Linked DNA regions of Mus musculus: region 2 is linked to region 1. A link is a contact called in public promoter capture Hi-C data. All regions are on one chromosome and are shown on one strand. The core of a region is the stretch at or near the end of the contact, and the rest is flanking DNA. Distances in the headings are between cores, read along the strand shown.

Region 1 (3,328 bases), core at 782-3,281:
CCAGCCTGGTCTGCAGAGTGAGTTCCAGGACAGACAGAGATACACAGAGAAACCCTGTTTGCAAAACAAAAATCAGGTTGAAATCACTGCAGAGAAATCAGGCCAGAGCACATCAGAGTATGGAGTGGCAAAAAGCAAAATGATTTCCTTTTAAAAACAAGTGATTAGCATGTATTTGTTCCTACTCAGGAGGAAGGCTCAGTGCATATGACTGGTTTTTTACTCCTGGAGAGTCCATGTAGACACAGAAAATCTCAGTTTAGATAAATCTGAGGATATTGGAATAATCATAGGAACATCTGTGCCCTGGATGCCATTTCGCTTCCTTAACTTCATTCTCTTTTGAGCTTGCATGTCTCAGCGTAGCCAAGTTTGTTATAATGGGGCTTCACAATGCCCAGAACATGTTGTTTTCTATAAATATTGTCTAAAACATTGTTTGTGATGGAAAGTGTGATGGTTTATAATGCTGCCATTCACTCTTTAATAAGTATTAACAATTAACCATCCACTCAATTTATCTCGAACAATTTTACAGCTACTGTGTGGGATTTTTGTGTGTAGTATTTTAACTGTATTTCCTGACATTGTGATGTATAGGGGTAATTTGATGGGAAATAATTGCTCAGAAGATGTCTGTCTTATGCTAGAATGGACAGTAAAAGTGTGTGTTTTAGCTCTTATGTAAATCTGCTTTCGATGAATTACTGCATCCAAAAAAAAAAAAAGGAAAGAAACTGAATATAAACTATATAAATATATAAATAATATAAATCATGATTCTTTGGGGGAGGTTAACTAGGTATTTTTAATTGCTGTGTTATTGACCTTTTGTAAGGGATAGCTGATTAATACCAGTTTTACCAAATTTTGCTGGTGGGATCTAATTCTTTACTAGCAATGGTGTCACGAGAAGAGTTATAATAAAAAAGCTGAGAGCTGACAATAGGGTAAGTACAGTCAGAACCAACAAGCCTGACCTTGCCCTCGGTAGGTAAATCTCAGCCTGCGCATTCTCATTCCTTAATGATTCTGCATGCTCATTTTATTTTGGCTACAATCAATGTTAGATTAACGCTTTCCGTTAAAACTGGTCAGGCTGACTTAGACTTTTTAGATAGTAAGCCCTTCTATGTTTGTTGAGTTTTTCTTTTTTCTTTTGTTTTCTTTTTTTTTTTTTTTTGTTTTTCTTCATTGACTTCAATAGGAGGGCATCTATCAGTTACTTTATTTTGTTCACTTAAACGTCCTTCCACAAGTGAGTGCAATGGATGGATTTTCTTTATTCTAGAATGTGGAAAGGACATAGAATAGATATGGAAATGGTATTTCTGAAATCTCGGGTTTCCATCAATTATTTGATGTTTGGGGTGCTAGTCAGTTTAGTGGGGATGGGAGATATCAAGGAATTGGTTTAGAAGAAGAATTTAAAATGCAGGTAGGTGATTTTATTTGAGGATCTCTGACACATGGTTTCATTTCCATACATCTCCCCCATTCATTATTTAACAGTTATTTTGACCATTGGTTCATATTTTTTGTTTACTCATGTTACTAAGCCAAGGTTCATAAATTTATGTTAAAAATTTTAAGTTTCAAAGTATTGTTTTTGGTTTTTTTTTCTGCCCTTATTGTTCGTTTATTTATTTTTGCCTTTTCTTTTGTTTTATCATTTTTTTCCAACCACTCCTGTCCTTTCACTCAAATCCTCCTTTAACTCACTACCAAAATAAGAGCCATCAGCTCCTCCTCAAGATATTAGTTGTACCAGCCCAAGTTCCACTAGTATTTTGGTAAGTTGGCAACCTCCACCAGTGGAAAAACAGAATGGCATTATCACTGAATACTCCCTCAAGTATGCTGCAGTGGATGGGGAAGACTTCAAGCCTCATGAGATTTTGGGAATTCCTTCGGATACTACCAAGTACCTTTTGGAACAGCTGGAAAAATGGACTGAATACCGGATCACTGTGACTGCCCACACAGATGTCGGCCCTGGCCCTGAGAGCTTGTCCGTGTTGATTCGAACCGATGAAGATGGTATGTTGCCTCCGCTCCGTCAGTTCGCTCCTCTGACACAGTCTGGGTCTGCTTTGGATAGGCTAACAGTTATTCTTTTTAAAATTTTTTCTGCTCATCATTTTTGATCCAACATTTTTATTATGTAACTTTTGGCCAAAGACCTGTCTTTCCTAATCCTGGGCTATTTTTCTTATTTTCTTGTTCAATTTCAATTCAACAATTTTCTACCTTTTAAAGGGACACTTTGCTCTTATGGTCCTATGATCCAGATTTTCTCTGTACCTCCAAGTAATGTCTCCTGTGTTTTTCTTGGCATTTTTTATTAAATTCTCTTTCATTGTGGAATTAACTTTCAAAACTGCCACCTTCTTACTGTCTTTTGTCTTGTGATTTTTGGCACCTGTTGTATGGAACGACCTCTTGATATGAGAAAAAAAAAAGAGAGAAGAATCCATATAGTCAAGAATCTTTTTATTCTGCTATTAAAACAAAAATGTTAAAAAACACACAACTGTCAACAATCTGTTTTTGTTATTATTTCAGTACAATACTTCTTTGTGCTTTAATGCTTTGGACCTCAAAGCATCTTCCTTGGCTTTTGTACATTTTTTTTACATGTTTTTCTATTTCTCTGATACTCTTTTTTTTTTCTTCTTCTTCCATTTTGGTTTTTGCATCGGTCATGTTTTTTGATCTTTTCTTAAAATGTAGAGCAGATTGGTTGATCATTTTCCTTAGTTGAAGATGTCTGTGTTCTTCAATGAAGCATAGTGGGTCTACCCATTTTTGTAAAGAAAGCACTCTTGCTGCACCGGTGACGAGTGCCTATAATTGTCTTTTACCCATGATGTTGTTGCAGTTCCAAGTGGTCCTCCTCGAAAAGTCGAGGTGGAGGCTGTCAACGCCACAGCTGTTAAAGTCTCGTGGCGCTCACCTGTGCCCAATAAGCAGCATGGCCAGATAAGAGGATATCAGGTGCACTATGTGAAAATGGAAAATGGCGAGCCGAAGGGTCAGCCCATGCTGAAGGATGTCATGCTGGCTGATGCACAGGTGAGCCTGTTTTATTGGTTAACATTGCTTCTAGTCTGTGCCAGAATTTACCCTTTTGTGCTTTAAACACTATTCTACTAAAAATTCTAGGCTTTAAAACCCATTGCTATGTATTTACCTTATATATTAAAAGTAACGTCAACTAAAATTAAACTGAAATAAATTGCTTTTAAGTTTAATTAAAAGTCACTTTAAAAAATAGATATTATGTTCTTTATGTCTGGGTCTAAATTGACACTCCTCACTTCAAGAA
Region 2 (3,240 bases), core at 738-3,237, 270 kb before region 1:
CATAATCTCATAAGGAACTGTATTAAGGGGTTGCAGCATTAAGAAAGTTGAGAATTTTTTTATTTTCATTTATTCTAAAATGTATTTGTTTTATTTTACTCTATGTTTTAACTGTTTAGTCTGCTGCATGTCTTTATGTACATCCCTTGCATGCCTGGTACATGCAGAAGAATAGGGTGTCAGAAACCCTAGAACTAATGTTACAGATGGTTGTGAGACATCAGTTGCGTGCTGGGAGCCAATCCCAGGTCCTCTACAAGAGCAATAAATGTTCTTGATGATTGAACTTTCTCTAGAACCAATATTGATTTGATTTTATCTATTTATCATTATTTATTTTATGTGTATTGATATTTTGCGTGCTTATATGTCTATGTATCTCATGTGCATGGTGCTTTGGAGGCCAGAAGAGGGCATCAGATACCATAGGACTGGAGTAAGAACCAATTGTGAGGTTGCATGTGAATGCTGGGACTTGAACCAGAGTTCTCTGGAAAAGCAGCCAATGCTCTTAGCTGCTGAGCCATCTCCCTAGTCCCATATTTTGTTATTTTAAAACTATGTATGCCTGTATGTAGTTATGTGTATGTGAGTGTAGGTGCCTAATGAGCCCAAAAGAATACTTTGGATCCTTTGAAGTTACAGGTGGCTATGAACTACCTGCCATTAAGTACTGGGAACCAAGCTTGTGTCATTTTGAGGCATAAGAATCTCAGGACAGATAATAGACTTGGGCATCAAGAATCACTTCATAGTTCTTCATAAAAAGACATTCATATTTATTCCCATGCATCTTCAAGCATGTAATTCCAACCCTTTCTGTATTTTGATTCTGGGACACATCTCAAAAGCAAATTATTTTCTAGCACATGTAAAGGTGGAAATGACCACAATGTTCAGCTTCATTATTTGTTTTAGGTGATCCTGTAACATTCTCTATGTTGACTAACAAAGCCAAAATCAAATCTCTCTCTCTCTCTCTCTCTCTCTCTCTCTCTCTCTCTCTCTCTCTCTCTCTCTCTCTCGTACATACACACACACCACTAAGTTAAATGCCTTCTCAAACTCTGGTGTTTGTGACCCATTTTTAACAATTAAAGGTGACTTATATAGTCTTAAAAGAACATGGTATTCAGGAAAAGGGTAATAGCTTTTGTTTTCTTTCTCGTATGCCTAGAAACTTGCCTGGTTTTCTTTCCAAAATGACTGGAGAGTTTTGGGGTTCTGTGTGCTTTTGCTGTGTTTCTGATGGTAGTTTCCCTAAGTTTGCACATCTAACCTTAACTTACCTAGCATGAAACCCTGATTTCATTCACGTGAAGGATTTATGCACAGTGTAGCCACCACCCACTTTGCAATCTCCATGTGTGGCTTGATGATTTTTTTTTCCATGCCCTTTATTCCTTTGGCTAATTGACAATGGTTCTGTGGCATGGCTTTGACTGGGAAAGTTCTTGTTGGTAGCCAAGGCCCTCTGCAATCTGGTGGCAGAGGAATTGGCAGGAAGCACTAGGAAGGCATTTTATATTGCAACCTTTTACTGAAAGATTGAAAACCCACTATAGGTCATCCAAAGGGTATTCAGGTTTGGGCAGAACCACAGCTAAGGGAATTCACCAAAAGATCCTGTCTTCAGAGACCCTAGTCAGATTAAAATTTTCTATATTCCCTTCTGCACGAATGAAGTTTCTGTTCAGTTAGCCTTATGGCTCCTGTCTATGCTAGCTTTGCCAGATTTGACTGTAACACCGTTTTACTATGGAAATCAGCAACTCTCCCGCATTAGTCACTGCCATTTCTTGGTTTCAGTCTCTTTTAAATACATGTTCCATCTTACCAGACTTCTTTTTGTGCTTTTGTGCCTACACACTCAGCCATGAGTTCTGGTGGGCTGTGGGTGGCCTCCTCATTTCTATTGAACAGCTTCATAAGGAGCCCAGCTGTTCTCTGTCAAGGGTTTTTCTCTTTTATTAGTCTCAGAAGGCAGGGCTGGCAGGGTGCAGCATGTTGGTACAAGATCCCAGCTGTTGTAATTGAGCCTTTGGACTCCCTGATCATTTGAAACTTGGAGAAAATTTGACCTCATCATGGCATTTGTTTCTGTTTCTTCATTTGTTTGATTTTGCGTATCTTACAGTACGGTGATCACTCTGAAACCTAAAAACAGTATGGAGAAAATTGAAGTTGGATTTGCTTTTCAATTTGTGTGTTTGAGGGTGATGTAAGAACTAGGTAAAATGTTAGTTAATGAGGATACAGATAAATCTGTCCGGGTATACCTTTATTTGGTAAACAGCCTAAGCGACCTTAGCAAGATTTATTCACATTTTAAAAAATAGTGTGATAAGAAAGCCATTTTTGAGAGGCACTTTGGAAAATGGTTCGGAATTTAAAGAATTTGAAAGCAAACTCAGAGCCAAACCGAGATTCTGCTTTAAAAGAACTTTGCACTTTTATTTATCTATTTTCCTCCCCGGTTCTTTGGGTGATTCTGTAGGACAGGAGCTCAGGACAGCTGCTCTGATAAGCTCACCAGCTATTGAATAATGGAATCAAACACTTTAAGCAATGAAAATATCCACTTTCACTTTATTGTGGAAGATTGACAGACAAGAACATACATAATAACATACATTTATATTTAAGAAATGTAACTTATTTAAAACAGGGAACCTTGAGGGAAATGCTTGGTTGGGACTGAGTCATTACCCAGTTAAAAATAACCTTTCCAGGTCATGGCGTTTTGTTTGCCGCAGTGAAATAAGTTTATTTCAGCAGAATGAAGCCATTATTAGCTTGGCAGAGTCCACTTGTCAGAATTTTATGGAGCAGAACACCGTTTGGCTGGGAAATTCAATAAATACTGTAATGTGAGAGGAGTTAAACTCCAAGGGCTGAAGGGGCAAAGAGTGGGGGATTTGTTGCTAATTCATGGTTTTACAGCTTCAGAATAGCATTAGGATGGAGGGTGAGTTATCATTAGAGGTCAGGTGCATGCACCTTCTGTGAACTGCAGAGGAACCTGGATATGAGAGTAAAATAAAAACTTTAAGGTGCATTAGGAGGCAAAGTCCTGACTCAGTGATGTGAATATGACGTATCCTGGTACTCAGGTTTTCAGTGTTTCTTTTTGGAAGTTAATATTTCCTTACCTGCTGTTTTTGTCCTATCTTTGGTTCCTATAGCCTATGAGTGGCCTTGAAAATCCCACAACAAACCTCAGTCATTAGAGCAGCACTT

What was found. Capture Hi-C pulls out chosen DNA fragments and counts their contacts.
Region 2: a promoter capture Hi-C map of adipose tissue shows a contact between it and region 1, with 2.3 times the contacts expected there. The contact joins two enhancer-like sites. A contact is called at or near these places in 1 of 484 Hi-C or Micro-C datasets (liver) and 1 of 9 other capture datasets (adipose tissue).

What each region holds. Positions count from the first base shown.
Region 1 is chr4:76,099,159-76,102,486 of GRCm38.p6, reverse strand. All of the region lies in intron 22 of Ptprd (protein tyrosine phosphatase, receptor type, D), which reads left to right. Among named protein-coding and RNA genes, the nearest start is that of Gm46893, 240 kb to the left of the region's middle. Within about 2 kb of position 2,031, at least 1 of the 459 cell types and tissues checked has an H3K27ac peak or open chromatin away from gene starts, as enhancers often do. A contact at or near this core is called in adipose tissue, where this site is marked.
Region 2 is chr4:76,368,903-76,372,142 of GRCm38.p6, reverse strand. All of the region lies in intron 10 of Ptprd (protein tyrosine phosphatase, receptor type, D), which reads left to right. Among named protein-coding and RNA genes, the nearest start is that of Gm46893, 32 kb to the right of the region's middle. Within about 2 kb of position 1,987, at least 75 of the 459 cell types and tissues checked have an H3K27ac peak or open chromatin away from gene starts, as enhancers often do. A contact at or near this core is called in adipose tissue, where this site is marked.